Regions from separate parts of the Sus scrofa genome. Here regions 1, 2 and 4 are each linked to region 3. A link is a contact called in public Hi-C and HiChIP or PLAC-seq data. All regions are on one chromosome and are shown on one strand. The core of a region is the stretch at or near the end of the contact, and the rest is flanking DNA. Distances in the headings are between cores, read along the strand shown. Region 1 has its middle 220 kb from the start of FOXO1. Region 2 overlaps LOC102159588 (a long non-coding RNA gene). Region 3 has its middle 360 kb from the start of FOXO1. Region 4 overlaps LOC102159588 (a long non-coding RNA gene).

The links. Hi-C and Micro-C count contacts between places; a contact is called where the count stands out from the background. HiChIP or PLAC-seq counts read pairs in DNA pulled down with a chosen protein or histone mark.
Region 1: an H3K27ac HiChIP or PLAC-seq map of skeletal muscle shows a contact between it and region 3. The contact joins two enhancer-like sites. A contact is called at or near these places in 1 of 47 Hi-C or Micro-C datasets (embryonic fibroblasts) and 1 of 2 datasets of contacts at active chromatin or transcription factors (skeletal muscle).
Region 2: a contact with region 3 is called in a Hi-C map of omental adipose tissue, with 1.7 times the contacts expected there. The contact joins two enhancer-like sites. A contact is called at or near these places in 3 of 47 Hi-C or Micro-C datasets (heart right ventricle, liver and omental adipose tissue) and 1 of 2 datasets of contacts at active chromatin or transcription factors (skeletal muscle).
Region 4: a contact with region 3 is called in an H3K27ac HiChIP or PLAC-seq map of skeletal muscle. The contact joins two enhancer-like sites. A contact is called at or near these places in 1 of 47 Hi-C or Micro-C datasets (heart right ventricle) and 1 of 2 datasets of contacts at active chromatin or transcription factors (skeletal muscle).

The regions. Positions count from the first base shown.
Region 1 is chr11:15,191,326-15,194,644 of Sscrofa11.1, reverse strand. No RefSeq gene overlaps it. Among named protein-coding and RNA genes, the nearest start is that of FOXO1, 220 kb to the left of the region's middle. Within about 2 kb of position 1,899, at least 4 of the 83 cell types and tissues checked have an H3K27ac peak or open chromatin away from gene starts, as enhancers often do. A contact at or near this core is called in skeletal muscle, where this site is marked.
Region 2 is chr11:14,889,786-14,893,024 of Sscrofa11.1, reverse strand. The region is part of intron 2 of LOC102159588 (a long non-coding RNA gene); the gene reads left to right. Among named protein-coding and RNA genes, the nearest start is that of COG6, 320 kb to the right of the region's middle. Within about 2 kb of position 1,279, at least 15 of the 83 cell types and tissues checked have an H3K27ac peak or open chromatin away from gene starts, as enhancers often do. A contact at or near this core is called in omental adipose tissue, where this site is marked.
Region 3 is chr11:15,051,574-15,055,095 of Sscrofa11.1, reverse strand. No RefSeq gene overlaps it. Among named protein-coding and RNA genes, the nearest start is that of FOXO1, 360 kb to the left of the region's middle. Within about 2 kb of position 1,800, at least 28 of the 83 cell types and tissues checked have an H3K27ac peak or open chromatin away from gene starts, as enhancers often do. A contact at or near this core is called in omental adipose tissue and skeletal muscle, where this site is marked.
Region 4 is chr11:14,855,064-14,858,241 of Sscrofa11.1, reverse strand. The region is part of intron 3 of LOC102159588 (a long non-coding RNA gene); the gene reads left to right. Among named protein-coding and RNA genes, the nearest start is that of COG6, 280 kb to the right of the region's middle. Within about 2 kb of position 1,706, at least 10 of the 83 cell types and tissues checked have an H3K27ac peak or open chromatin away from gene starts, as enhancers often do. A contact at or near this core is called in skeletal muscle, where this site is marked.

The DNA of each region.
Region 1 (3,319 bases), core at 650-3,149, 140 kb before region 3:
CATTGGCCGGGTGTTAAGTATGGTCGGGAACTTTATTCCGAACAGCTCAGGAGCCATTAGACTTAGAGGTGTTATGGGAACCTTATCGTCTCTCCCATTTTCACAAAAGTTTGTGTTTGTTTAATAATAATTTGTGCAGAGTTGGGACCTTGGCTTGGATATTTTCTAAGGGGAAGATGGGAATAATGGATGGTGTATCTCCCCCTTTCTACCCATAGACCATTGCGCAAAATACCCAGATCTGAAACGCTGCGAGATAATAGGCCAAAGTCTAAGCTATAGGAGGTTGAAGATAACTTATTTATTTATTTTGTCTTTTTAGGGCTGCACCCGCAACACATGGAGGTTCCCAGGCTAGGGTTCGAATCGGAGCTACAGCTGCTGGCCTACGCCACAGCCACAGCAACAAGGGATCCGAGCTTCGTCTTTGACCTACCCCACAGCTCAAGGCAACGCCGGATCCTTAACGCACTGAGCAAGGCCAGGGATCGAAACCTCGTCCTCATGGATACTAGTCAGATTCGTTTCTGCCGAGCCACCATGGGAACTCCGAAACAAACACTTTTAAGTGGGATGCTTTATATAAAGTGCCTGCACAAGGCTCCACTCAAATTTAACAGTCAATGAATAGCATTCCTTTTGAATATTCCCTGGTGCCTTAGTTGGACTTTCCTAACTCATACTGTGTTCAGAAATGTGTTTTCTTCACTTTGCAAAAGGTTTTTTTTTTCCTTGTGATCCATTGGACATTGAGACCGTATCATGATGTGACCTAAACATGATGAAACCTGGTGGGGAGGAGTGATGTGAAGTTGAGAAGGCTGGGCAGGAGTGGAGTGCACCCCGCACCGTAAGGAAAGGAGCTGGGACCCTCTATTGCTTTACGAGTCAAGTTTCAAGTGTTTTCTTTGAGGTTAGCTGATCCCTTGGCTATGAACTTAGTAGGTTGCTAATTTATTCATCAGTCTTCTACAGAGTATTCAGACAGCCTTATTTGTCTCCTGTCCCCATCTATAAAATGAGTGTCATGACTATCAAGGCGTAAATATTTACCGGGGGCTTCTTTTAGCAAGAAATATTTAAAAAAATCAAAAGATATGACCCCTACCTTCATAGATTTGCCTATCTAGCCTTCGAGACTGAAGTGAAAGAAAGCATTGTGAAAAACTTGTTTTATTATTCCCCGAGAATTAGATCCAGACACAGGGCTGTGCAACTTTGGCTCCCGGATGGTCTGTCTTTCCTTGTCATAGCCCAGGCCTCTTGAAGCTGCATATTGTTTTGTTTTATTTTGTTTTGGCATGCGGAAGTTCCCGGGCCAGGGATCAAACCCAGGCCACAGCAGTGACCCAAGCCACTGAAGTGACAATGCAGGATCCTTAACCTCCTGCGCCACAAGGGAACTCCTGCATTTGGGTTTGAAAAGACAACCTTTCCAGATAAAGCAGAGCATTCTTTGTTATCAGTATACACATGACCACTGCCTCAGTAGAAACGTCAAACAAGAGCTCAAGGTCCGTGAGTAGAAGAATGAGAAGTGAAATTGGATCGCACCCTGAGGGTTGAGCTTTGGGCCTATGGTTGTGTGTAGTGATTAGTTTCTGAAAAGCCTTCTGCTCCCCAAGCTGCGGTCCAATTTGGTCTTCTCCTGCTCACATGAGGGTCACGGTCCCCAATGAGGAAGCTTGGCTTCTGGTAAGAAGAAGCTTGAGGGTTTTCTTTTCTTTTTGCAGGTAGTACTAGGGATCAGGAAGCAGGCGTAGAGGATGTCCCCTTGACCTGTGAGATAAGAAAACAAACCAACCCCTGGGAGGCAGAAATGACATTTGTTCCAAGGCCTAATTTTAGCAGCAGAATGTGAGGAGATGAGTTGGAACACACAGGAGCAGCTCTAATAAAAAGTTGAGATGTAATGGTCATGCTCTGACTCTGAATGCTGGGCTGTGGGGCGAACGTGCACAGGCTCAGAGTTCCCGTTATGGCTCAGTGGTTAACGAATCTGACTAGGAACCATGAGGTTGTGGGTTCGATCCCTGGCCTTGCTCAGTGGGTTAAGGGCCCGGCATTGCCTTGAGCTGTGGTGTAGGTCGCGGACGAGGCTTGGATCTGGCATTGCTGTGGCTCTGGCATAGGCCAGCGGCTACAGCTCTGATGAGACCCATAGCCTGGGAACCTCCATGTGTTGCGGGTGCGGCCCTAGAAAAGACAGAAGACCGAAAAAAAAAAAAAAAAAAAAAAAAAAAGAAGGAAAGAAAGAAAGAAAGTGCACAGGCTTTTGCCAACAGATAATTGCTGATACATTATAGTTTTCTACTGGAGGGTCTGAGATAGTATCTGGCCCTCTGAACAGGGAAATAGTCTTGGTAGGAACTGAAAGATGAAAACTTACTTTTCCTACATTAACCATCTAGGAAGCAACTAGGACAGGGAAGACAAAACCCCCAGAAGGATGAGTCCCTTGATTGACTCTTCATGGTGCTCTGTAATTAGGGGCTCTGAAGGGTGTCTGAACATTCAAAGGAAACTGGAAGACTAAAGGCTGCCTAGATGAGGGATGGCAGATGCATGGCATAAATGCCACCCTCTTCCTTCCCACGCCATGGCAGATATCACCAATTAATCATGGCACTGTTTCCTGCTAAGGTGTGAAATTCTTTTATGTTGAGATCTACAAAATTATGAAGGCCACCTCTCCCTGTATGAGTTCTCATTTCATACTTTTGGTTGGAATAAATTAGAAATCACAAGACATCAAGAAGCTGATGTAAATCGAAAGGTTTCACCCTCCCTTTTCCCCAATTTATTGTGGTGGCCCTAAGTCCCTTAAAGTGATGCTGATCCTGGTGATTGATTCTGGTGGAGGGACTGGTCTGATTTTTACTTTTTTTGCATAATGCGATGAAGGTTCATTTTCAGAGATAGACTCATACCAGCCAAGCTCATGGAAACTAATGTTATGGTCTAGTAAGCAATGTGTTTGGTCTTTGCTCCTGACTCTTGGTACTGAGCTCCTAAAACTTGGCATTTCTTGAGTGACATGACTGTCTTTCGTTATTCATAAGACGATCTTTGTCAGCACTTCTGAGTTTATGCTGATGAGGTAACTTACAGCTGGTCCCCTAGATAGTTTGAGATGGGGCAGGTCGTCAGAAAGACCACGTGATTAGAGGGTTGGGACTTTCCACAGCCCCCATCCACAGCCTCCAGGAAGGCGAGTGGGAGGAGTCTGGACCCTAAATGTCTATAAAAACCTCTGATAATGAGAACTGATGAGCTTCCAGGCTTGTGAACACATAGAGGTGCTGGGAGGGTGGTGCAC
Region 2 (3,239 bases), core at 30-2,529, 160 kb after region 3:
CAGGGAGTTTTGAAAACTCTAGAAACTCACAGGAATTTCCCCAAGGCCTTACCACACCTGCCAGGGTCACGGGGATGGAGACACCTCCGTGAAGCCAGGGCGCAGGCGTCTCCAGCCTGAAAAAAGGCAGTGTGAGTGTTTTGAGTCATACCTACGTTGTTAATGATGGTCCTTAATCACCGCGTGAACTTCTTTCAGGGCCCGGGTCACCTTGGGTAGATAGCCTAAATCTAAGCTAATATGCATATGAGCGCATATCAAACACCGTAAGCCCTGAAGGAATCGAGCTCCGTTGTGATTTTGGCTAGAGCTTCGCTGAGCTGGGTGATAAGAGTTCCATGCCTCCGTATTACTCTGAGCACTGGGGTGAGATGGGGTGTTCCATGCTGCTGTGGTCACTTACGATGCCTGAGCCTGTCCCTTCTGCTTTCAGATCCACTGTGGAGGGGCCAGAGCACATTTACAGAAGCCATCTCTTTCTGGTTTCTTTCCTTCTTTTTATTGATTTTTATTTTTTCCACTATGGCTGGTTTACAGCGTTCTGTCAGTTTTCTCTGGCTTGTTTTGATTGAACGTTTTGGAGTCAGGATTCGAAGAGTGATGCTTTTCTAAAGGGGAGCCTGTTTTGCCATCCTGACCAGAGCCCCCAACTTCTTGAGTGGATCGTAGCTCAAACCAGTGGAGTGAAAATGAGCAGACAAGCAGGCACCTGGCTGCTCTTCCTCTTTGACACTTTCTGGCAAGTCCTCTTGCCTCTCAGCCTCCGTTTCCCCATTGTTGTAGAAGCTGAAATCAGCCTTTCCCACAGCCTCACCCTTGTTTTCTGCAAATGCACGAGCTGGATTAGCCTTCCGTGCTCTGAGCCCTCCAATGGGCTGCACTGTGTGTTTCAGCTCTAACTGCTGGCATTCTTCAGACAGTTCTGGACAAGCAGGGCCCACAGCCGTAGCTGGAGGTGAGAGGAGCAAGGCTGATGGACCCTGCACAGGGCCAGCTCTTAGATCCTCCAAAGAGAGCCTGGGGTGGGGGAATGGCGACCCCAGCCAGGTAACTGTTTCAGCATTACCTGAAAAGATGTTACCTTGATTTCCACACCAGCTGAGCTCTGGGATAATTATATTTTAAGCAACACGGAGCATAAAACAGATTCCCTTAGCATCTGGAGAGCCAGTCGCACCCAGGCCTGCCCAGACTGGCCTTTCTCGTTGCAGGGTGTGGGAGAGCAGGGCTTCGCTGGTCCCTGGGGGCCTGCCCGGCCGGGAGCTGTTGCTCAGCTGTGGGAGGCACGCCAGTTCTCAGGTCTGTGATGAGTGGTGTGGTGTCTGGCAAGGCCCTGGCCTGCGACTGAGTGTGACTAATCATGAATCTTTTCAATGACGCTGACACTTCATCCTCTTTTCTCTCCTTCACCTGCTCTCTGGGCTGGAGTCGGCTGATACAGGAGCAAATTAGCCTCATTCTGGAAAAGGCAGGGCATGATCTAGGACCCTGAAAGGTTCCTCGTGCTCCTGCCTGGATGGTTTGCAGTCAGGGAAATTATCTGACTCAGGTGGGCTGACGGGGTATTTTTTGTGGTTGTGCCTCCTGCTCGATAGCAGGCAGCTTCTGAAGACAGGGCCCTGTCACCATGGGCTATTGACGAATGGAGATTTGACACCAGCCGAGGCAGTGTTGTTACTACTGCTCCCCGTATGCTCCAGCCCAAACTGACAGCCCTCCCATTTCCTCTTCAAAGACGACGTGTCACCAAGTAATATCGCCACCCACTCAAGGGGGACCTTAATGCCCTGGACGCCTTAATTGGGGGTGGAAGCCGAAAAGGGGGTGATGACCTTTTAGCAGACTCATCTCTCCCCCGCCACCCACTTCGTCGCTCGATGAGTTTGGTGCTTCTAAGACCAGAGCTGAACTGTGTGTTCACTCACGGTGAAGGGATGTGTGTGTGTGTGTGTCTCAGAAATGTTGATAATATCATCTGTTCATTGGTGAATTAGAAGAATTTCAGACTAGTAGGCAGGTTTTGCTGATGTTGGAGCAAAATTTTAGAAAGGGGTGGAAATTGTCTGAGGGCTGCGGTGCCCTCCTCACAGCCTAGACTTCTGAGAATGACTCCAATACAGTTTTTTCAAAATCAGGGCCAAAGGGTTTAATGTTGAGAGACAAGAGCAAGTAAAGAAAAAGAGACTTGCATCAGGAACTGGAAAACATTAAGGCAGGTTTTTAACATTTTTTATTCCCTAAAATAAACATATTGCCTAACTCAGCCTTCTTGTTATCTTTCCTATTGAAGCCAGTTCCTTCTTTCTCAGCTTTGTGGGACTACTACTAACTTTTGGGGAGATCCGAGATGCTAACTAGAGTTATCAAAGCTGTATCTTCCAAATTAAAACTTGAGACATGTGTTCCAACACACGTCAGTATATTTGCAGGAATGATAAGTGAGAGTATTTAAAATTAGAGTTTTCTTTGAACATTCTGGCCACTGAACTTCCCTTTTAGTCTCTGAGCTCCTTGCATGCATAAGGTGTCATGGATTATGATTTCATGTACGAGCTGTGACTGGTGACAGGAAATAAGATCTGGCCTTCAACCCTGTTTTATGTGATACATGCATTATTTCAAAATCCAGGAAAGTGCTCATAAATTTCTCCGTTTATCTAGTTTCTCATTAAAAAATCCTAAAATCTGACATTGTTGAGTTCACAAGCCAGCATGGTAACACTTTATTGGAACTGAGTGGCTGCTGCTTTTTCATAGAATACTTTTCCACACTCCTCGCTGCTCCCTATCGCTTCCCATTAAGCCTCCTTTTCTTATTTTCAGGCTCTCCCGGCCTCTCTAGGCATTTGAATTTGTGCTCGTTTTTCCGGTCATACAACCCACTGGTGGTCAAGGTCAGAGAAGGGTTAGAACTCCTTGACCCTTGTCAATTCAGGTCCCACCTCATAGGGCTGGTCCTCAGCATGCTAGTAGACAAAATGTGACATTCAATACCTGAGGTGTTGAGAACCTCAATGCCTTTGCTTCTTTGATCAGAAAGGTCCCCAAAGAGGGAGTCATCATGGATGATTGGGGTCATTCTCTGATGATATGAAATGTGAGACACAAACACATTATATTTGTTCATCACATTTGGAACTAATTTTGTAGTCACAGTAATCATTTTTAGAAGACTAGATGGCTGGGTCGGGGGTGGGACTGGGAAATAGGACAATTATTTGACTTCCATATAATCCATT
Region 3 (3,522 bases), core at 551-3,050:
TGAACAGTTGATGAAAACAAGCCGGAAAGGTGAAGACCTGGGGACTAGAGTTCCAGGCAGTGGTAAGAGGAAGCCCATCCACGGGGATCAGAGGGACGGCCAGTGTGGTCAGGGGATGGGGGAGTCTTTGCATTGTCAGGATAGATGGTATAGGGCTGTGTGGTCTAGGGAAGCGTTCGTTCTTGATTCGAAGGGTGATGGGAAGCCCTGGCTGGCTTAAAGCAGGGGCAGGGCCCAGTTTATCCTGTGGGAAAAGCATTGTGGTAGAACAGGAATGAAAAGGGAGAGACTAGCTCGGGGACCATTGGGGCAATTTAGACAAACAATAGTGGTGGTTCGGGCAGGGTGGTTGTTGGGAGACAGAAACACATGGTTGGATCTGGACTATTTGGAGTGTTATCGGGAACTTGCTGTTAGAGTAGATGTGACCGTAGATAAAATGCAGAGTGGAAACGCTTTGTACTCTGAGAGCCCTGTATACACATGAAGGAGTCACGCAGCCTGTGGTCCTTGGGGAAAGCTGACGGTTTGGAGCTTGGCCGTGCCTGGAAATGGCCTCCAGCCAGGTAATCCGGCCATCGGGGCTCCAGGAGAACCGTCGGAGCCCAGGAAGGAGGGCTCAGGCAGCCCCGCGCGTCTCAGCTTCCACGGGCACACAGATCACCTGGGGATCCCTAAGGTGCAGATTCGGCTCCGTAGATCAAGGGTAAGACCCAGAATTCTGCTCCCGGGTGGGGCCACAGCTGCTGGTCTGCGGGTCATGCTTCCAGAAGCAAAGAGTTCAGGGGAGTCATTGAGGTCACATTCCTGTCACGAGGGCTTGAACTGGGGAGGGAGTGGGGATATGGAGAAGAGAGCTCTTTCTTTTATAATACAGACTGCAAAACAAAGGGGAGGCATGAAAAAATGAAGTTTGGAGTCACGGTAACCAAGAAACGATGGTCCGTAGTAGGTACTGGAAGCAGGAGGAGGTTTGGGGAGGGGAGGAGGATGGATTTTCTAATCCCCACTATTTTTTCTTGGGCTGTAGCCGGGGGTCTGACTTGAGCACTTGGGTGGGAAACCCTCCTGACCTATTCAGCCTTGTCTGCGAAGATGATGAGCCAAAGGTTTCACTCTCGACGGCTGTGTATCACACTTGAGCACCCAGAGACCTCATATATTTGAAGGGAAGGAGGAGGGGGACCTTCATACCACGTAATTCAGTTGGGATCTGAACCGTACATCACCTTGGACATCAAGAAGGGCTGTGTTTCCTTGGACCGTAAAGCCTCAGTCCCTGCCTATTTACTGCTGCGTGTTCTTGAGGCCAGTCCCCCTCCCCACCCCATCTCCCGCACGTGATGTGCTGCTATCTTCAGATATTAATACCATGGGGCCAAGGAGGAGGACTCGTGCATCCGTGTGATATGAATAATAGTAACAACAGTCCACGTTACTGAACTCTTACGTACCAAGCACTGTGCTGCACATTTTACAGTTTTCAGAACTCATTCATTTTATTCTGAGCACAAAGCCTCCGTGGGGCAATGGGGTCTGAGACAGCAGGGATGTCTGGCCTGATAATAAACATCCCAGGTTTTATGGGTGAAAAATAGGAGTGTGGGAAAGATGATCTTTTAAAGAAAAGAAAATGCTTTCCAGAATGGCCCTTGGAGATGCTTGGAGCAGCCTGGGTACTTTGTGTGCTGAGATAGAACCTGAGGTTGAGAAATGTGCTCGGGGCCAGCAGGACCCGCCTCGGTTTGGCTGGGAAGATGTAGTCACTGGATGTCTGAGATATTACGCAACGTGACAAGAAGGCCAGGCACGAGCTCTCCATAGGAATTATTTCATCCCTACGGTTTGGGTGTCAAATATCCTCCTGGGCCCCTGGGGACCGGAGCTTCCAGGCGGCGTGTGTGGCCGCGCCTGGCGCTCCAGAACCCCCCTCACGCGTGGGGTGACATCGCCACTAGTGACCCTCGTCCGAGGGTTTTTCAGCCCAACGGCCCCTCCTCACAGGCTGTGCCAACACGTTCCTATTTTAAGATTCTTTAGTTGTAAGAAGTGGTGTATTTCTCCCCACGTCGTCCCGTCCCGGCCAAGCCAGGGCGACTCCCTTTGCTGGTCTCCCATCTTCTCTCACTTCTGGTCCTGAACTGCTGAACCCAGAGAGGGCTGCCTCCCGGGGCGGGTGGCAGGGTGACGTCAGCCAGGAGGCAGTTCCTCGGCTAAGGGAGCCAAGTCCGCAGACACGATCTCGGAAGTAGGACAAGTACATTTTGTTTCTGCGATTCAACCCAGAGAACTTCTTGGTCCCGGAAGCCTGTGCCAAATGTGTTTGCGCAACCTCGGGAAGCCGCTTCCAGAATGCGGGTGAAGAACTTGCCAGGGTTCCATTTCTTTGGGGAGCGAACATCCACGCAGGGCAGGACTGGTGCTGGCCCAACATGTCAGCGGGAACCGGGGGCTCAGACCTCAGGGGGGCGAGGGTCCTGCGGGAGGGTCTCCTGCCCAGGCTACACACGAGACCTGGCCGCCGTGCTCCCCGCAGTGGGAACATGTGGCCACGGGAACGTTGAGATGAGTGGGCCAGGCTGTGGTTCCATTTTGATTTGGCTAAGGGTGTGCTATGCAATGGAAAGGAGCACCAAAAGCTACCAATTTGGCTGCTGCCTCTGAACATTTGCTCTGCATTCCTGAATCCTCCCAGTTAAAGAGAACTTCCTTGCAATTCTTTCCCCCTAGGCAATGGGACAAGAACACACACACACACACACACACACACACACACACACACACACACACGAGTTAAAACCCTTTGGAAATGAAGGTCAGCTATTGCACATGTACCCGTGTTCATGTAAGTCTATGGAGAGAAATAAAGGACTGTAAAAATGTGCGTGCACATAAAAATGACCAACATTTTTTGGGCTAATGTTGGTGTCTTTCAAAGGCCGATCTTACAATAATAAACTCTTAGACTTTATGGGGCTTTAGAGTTTCTAGAACAATTTCACATGTCTCCTCTGATCAGGCCAGTGACTTTGTAAAATAGGAGTTAGTTTCCTCTCCATTTTAAAGAAATGAAAGATCAGAGAAGTTAAGTGACTTGCTCGAGATTACACAGCAATTAATTTTGAGAGTCAGGATGAAAAACCTGGGTCACTCCCGTCCAACCCCTCTACCATAACGGCTCTCTAGACTTGACCTTGGAAAGACCAGAGGTTCATTGGCATGCGATTCATCTCTTTGCAGGACTAGATGCTAGGCCTGGTGTTTCAGAGTGTGGTCTGAGGACCGGCCTCTCCTGGGAGCCTTGGAGAGCTGCAGAACTGCAGGACTGTCACAGAGCTTCAGGATTGTCCTCTGGTGATTTCTGCGCACAGTTGAGGTTGGGGTGCCCTGGAGGAGGCCGCTGGGTTTCAGTTTCAGCTCTGCCACACTCGGGGGTCCCCAAGTTCCAGAAGCGCATAAGCCAGGGAGCTAAGGAGAAACCCCCTGCATCTGGGCTGAGACCGAGACAGCGATTTGCTTTGG
Region 4 (3,178 bases), core at 457-2,956, 200 kb after region 3:
TGTGTTCTGTTTGGTTTTGTGAATGGATTTTTAAGAAATCTGCTTGTCTTACTGAAAAAAATCTTGTTGAGAATCCTTACATGTCAACGACATTGCTAGCTTTTCCTGCGACAAGAAACTCAGACAATAGGCTATCAAGCTCAGGGATCATCCAATTCCAAGTAACACACTTCCTCCAGCCTGCTGAAAAAGAGCAGCTGTTCGGGAGGACAGAGGTTATCGCGTGGAGACCACGGGCAGGAAGGGGAGCCAGGGTGGATCTCATCTTGGGATGAGGGATGGGAGCCCAGTCAGGGACCAGCCTCTTCCCTGGGGACCAGCAGGGGGGCTTATCTCTGCTTCTCTGTTTTTCAGCATCAGTTCTCTTTACAGATGGCTTTTCCTGCTTCTCAGAAACCTCAGCCCCATGTCACTTCCCCGTCTCAGGGCTCCCACCCAACCAAGCCTTCTAGGTTCCCCTTCCAAATTTCTGGGAGAGATTTCTGGTTTGGATTACTAGTGACCAGCTCCCCGCGTCCACCCTTGGTTCCACAGCTCTGGCCAGGGCGGCAGCGTGTTGAGTGAGCAGGCGGCTGGGACCCAGTGCTGTGGGTGTGAGAGGCTGTTCTGAAAGGACTGTGGTTTGGGCGCCCCCGCCAACAGTTATCATTCTTGGCACTCAGATGGCTCCACGGATATCATAGAACTCACTCAACATCTTCTTAAATTTAGCAGAGTGAGCAAAATTGTCTTACAGATAGGAAGACAAAGGTTGGTGTTTCAGTAAACTGCCTAAATCAATTTGCAAGCCGAGTTGCTAGCTCCAGACTCAGTCTTTGCCGTGTTCCCTATTGCTTGCTCCCTCGCACTGTGAGGGCTGGCCGAGGATGCTCTGTGTCTTTTTGAGAGGAGTGATGGAGTTTGTCCAGATAATCTGCAGGGAACCCAGGCAGAAGATCAAGGAGATCCGTGGTTTATGCCACATCCTTTCACCAAAGAAAAAAATAAATAAATAAAACATCTCTTCGCCAAAGTGCAGTCTGGTTCGGCAGGGAGGATCCTGGTCCCTTGAGAAAGTGGTCACCCAGATCAAATGATGGTGACTTGGCCCCATCGGGTTGTGCCTGGCATTTTGTCATCAATAAAAAAGACTTATTAAAATTCATGTTGAAATATTCTTCCATCACTCTGAAAGTATTCACTTTGCTCATCTGAAAAATAAAACCAACTTGCCAGTTTCTAAGTTGAAATGTGTGTGTACTGCCTAGAATAACATTGACTTAGTATTGCTTTTAACATCAAGCTCCAGTCATGTTTTCCCTGTCAGTTTTCCTCTTCTGTATCCTCTTACAGACTTCCACGCATAGGTGTGAACACACATGCACAGGCACACATAGATGTGCACCTGCTTTGCCTCCCTGTGTGTTACAAATGACAAGGAATTACTGACTAGAGGGTATTTTGACCTGAACGAGCTCTGTAGCTTGATCTCTCCACATTCAGGGTTAACAAGTCAAGGTTCAGATGGGCTGGTTCCTCCCTCCACCGGGCACTGCGTTCATCCTCTGTAGAATTTCAGGACCCCTGACAGATTTCTGCATCATAGTTTGTTGCAGAAAGTGTTTGGCAGGACATTCAAGTTAGATTCCAGCCAGAAAAGGTCCAAGGCACTTCCCTACGAGAAGAAACATTCAGCTCTAATGGAATTAGTGCTACGATTCTCTAGTTAAGATACAGTTTATGAAAGACCCTTGGATGGCCTATAGGGGATTCTGAGGCCAGAACCCAGGTCCTGTTATTCATTATTTTCTGATTCAAAACACCTGTGGAGTGATAAATCTTTATAAGCATTATTTCTCCCAAGCACATGTAACAGAAATAAAAACCCCGGGACATCCAGATGTAGAGACATTGCCTTCGTCAGAACCTCCTCTAACAGAAGAGCTGTTCACAGCTATCATTTCTTCCCTTGTCCCAGCCCCTCGCTGGAGCCCACGCTCAATCCCATTCCCGCCCTACCCCTCACCACCGAGAGGACGCATGCGTTGCTTTCTCTCCTGCCTCCCTGGCAGACAGATGATAAGTGAAATAGTCATCACCACCATGAGGATTTCTGAACCTCTTCCCTGGGTGGTCACAGTCCTGAGGCCAGGACACATATTGTCATGTTTCATCCTCACTCAGACTGGGCACAGCTTTAATTCCCAGGTGAAACAGGAGACCGGCCTGACTCTAAGTCCCATGCTTCCAACCACTGAATGGAATTTTTCATTCCCCAGCAATATTTTCAATTGTGATTGAAGAAATTCTTGAGTGCTCTATTCCAAAGATGTTAATGGCAACTTTCTAAGGATCGTCCTCAACCTTCAGCTCCAGCTCTGACCTGCATCTCAGCCCCAGACCCAAAGAGCACCTGACCGCCTCTCCCATCCCCCATCCCCATCCTCAGGCTCAGATAATCCTTCTGGAATGGACAGTGATTGAGAATGTCAGCCTCGGATGTGCACATAACCACAAGACTTAGATCAGCACCACTCCTCCCTCCTGGAGGATTAATTTTTTGTTTATACTTTTCCATCCCCAGCAAAGACAGGTGTGTCTTCCTAAAGAGAGAAAGTGAATCTCAGAAAATGCGAGTTAAAAAGAGAATGACTCTGTCATGGCACAGTGGAAACAAATCCAACTAGGAACCATGAGGTTGCCGGTTCGATCCCTGGCCTCACTCAGTGGGTTAAGGGTCTGGCATTGTCGTGAGCTATGGTGTAGGTCACAGACACAGCTCTGATCTGATGTGGCTGTGACTCTGGCAAAGGCCGGCGTGTATAGCTCCAATTCGATCCCTAGCCTGGGAACCTCCATATGCCTCGGGTATGGCATTAAAAAGCAAAAAACAACAACAACAACAAAAGCAAAAAGGGCTCTGAAGTAAATGTGAATATTCTTTAGATTCATGATGGAAAATAGGGGATCAGTAGCATAGAATCACATAGTCTTTGGGTTGAAAATGATTTTAAATCTCATTTTGTCCTGTTGCTTTTATTTTAGAGGCAAGGAAACCTAAGAGAGAAGCAAAATCTCTTAACTTGCCAGCTCTCCTCTGTTCCACGGGGCTGGAAATAGTCACAACACATTAGGAAATGCAGCACAGCTTGATCATCAGCCTTTAAAGAAAAACTAGTTTTGATAAAATTATATTAAA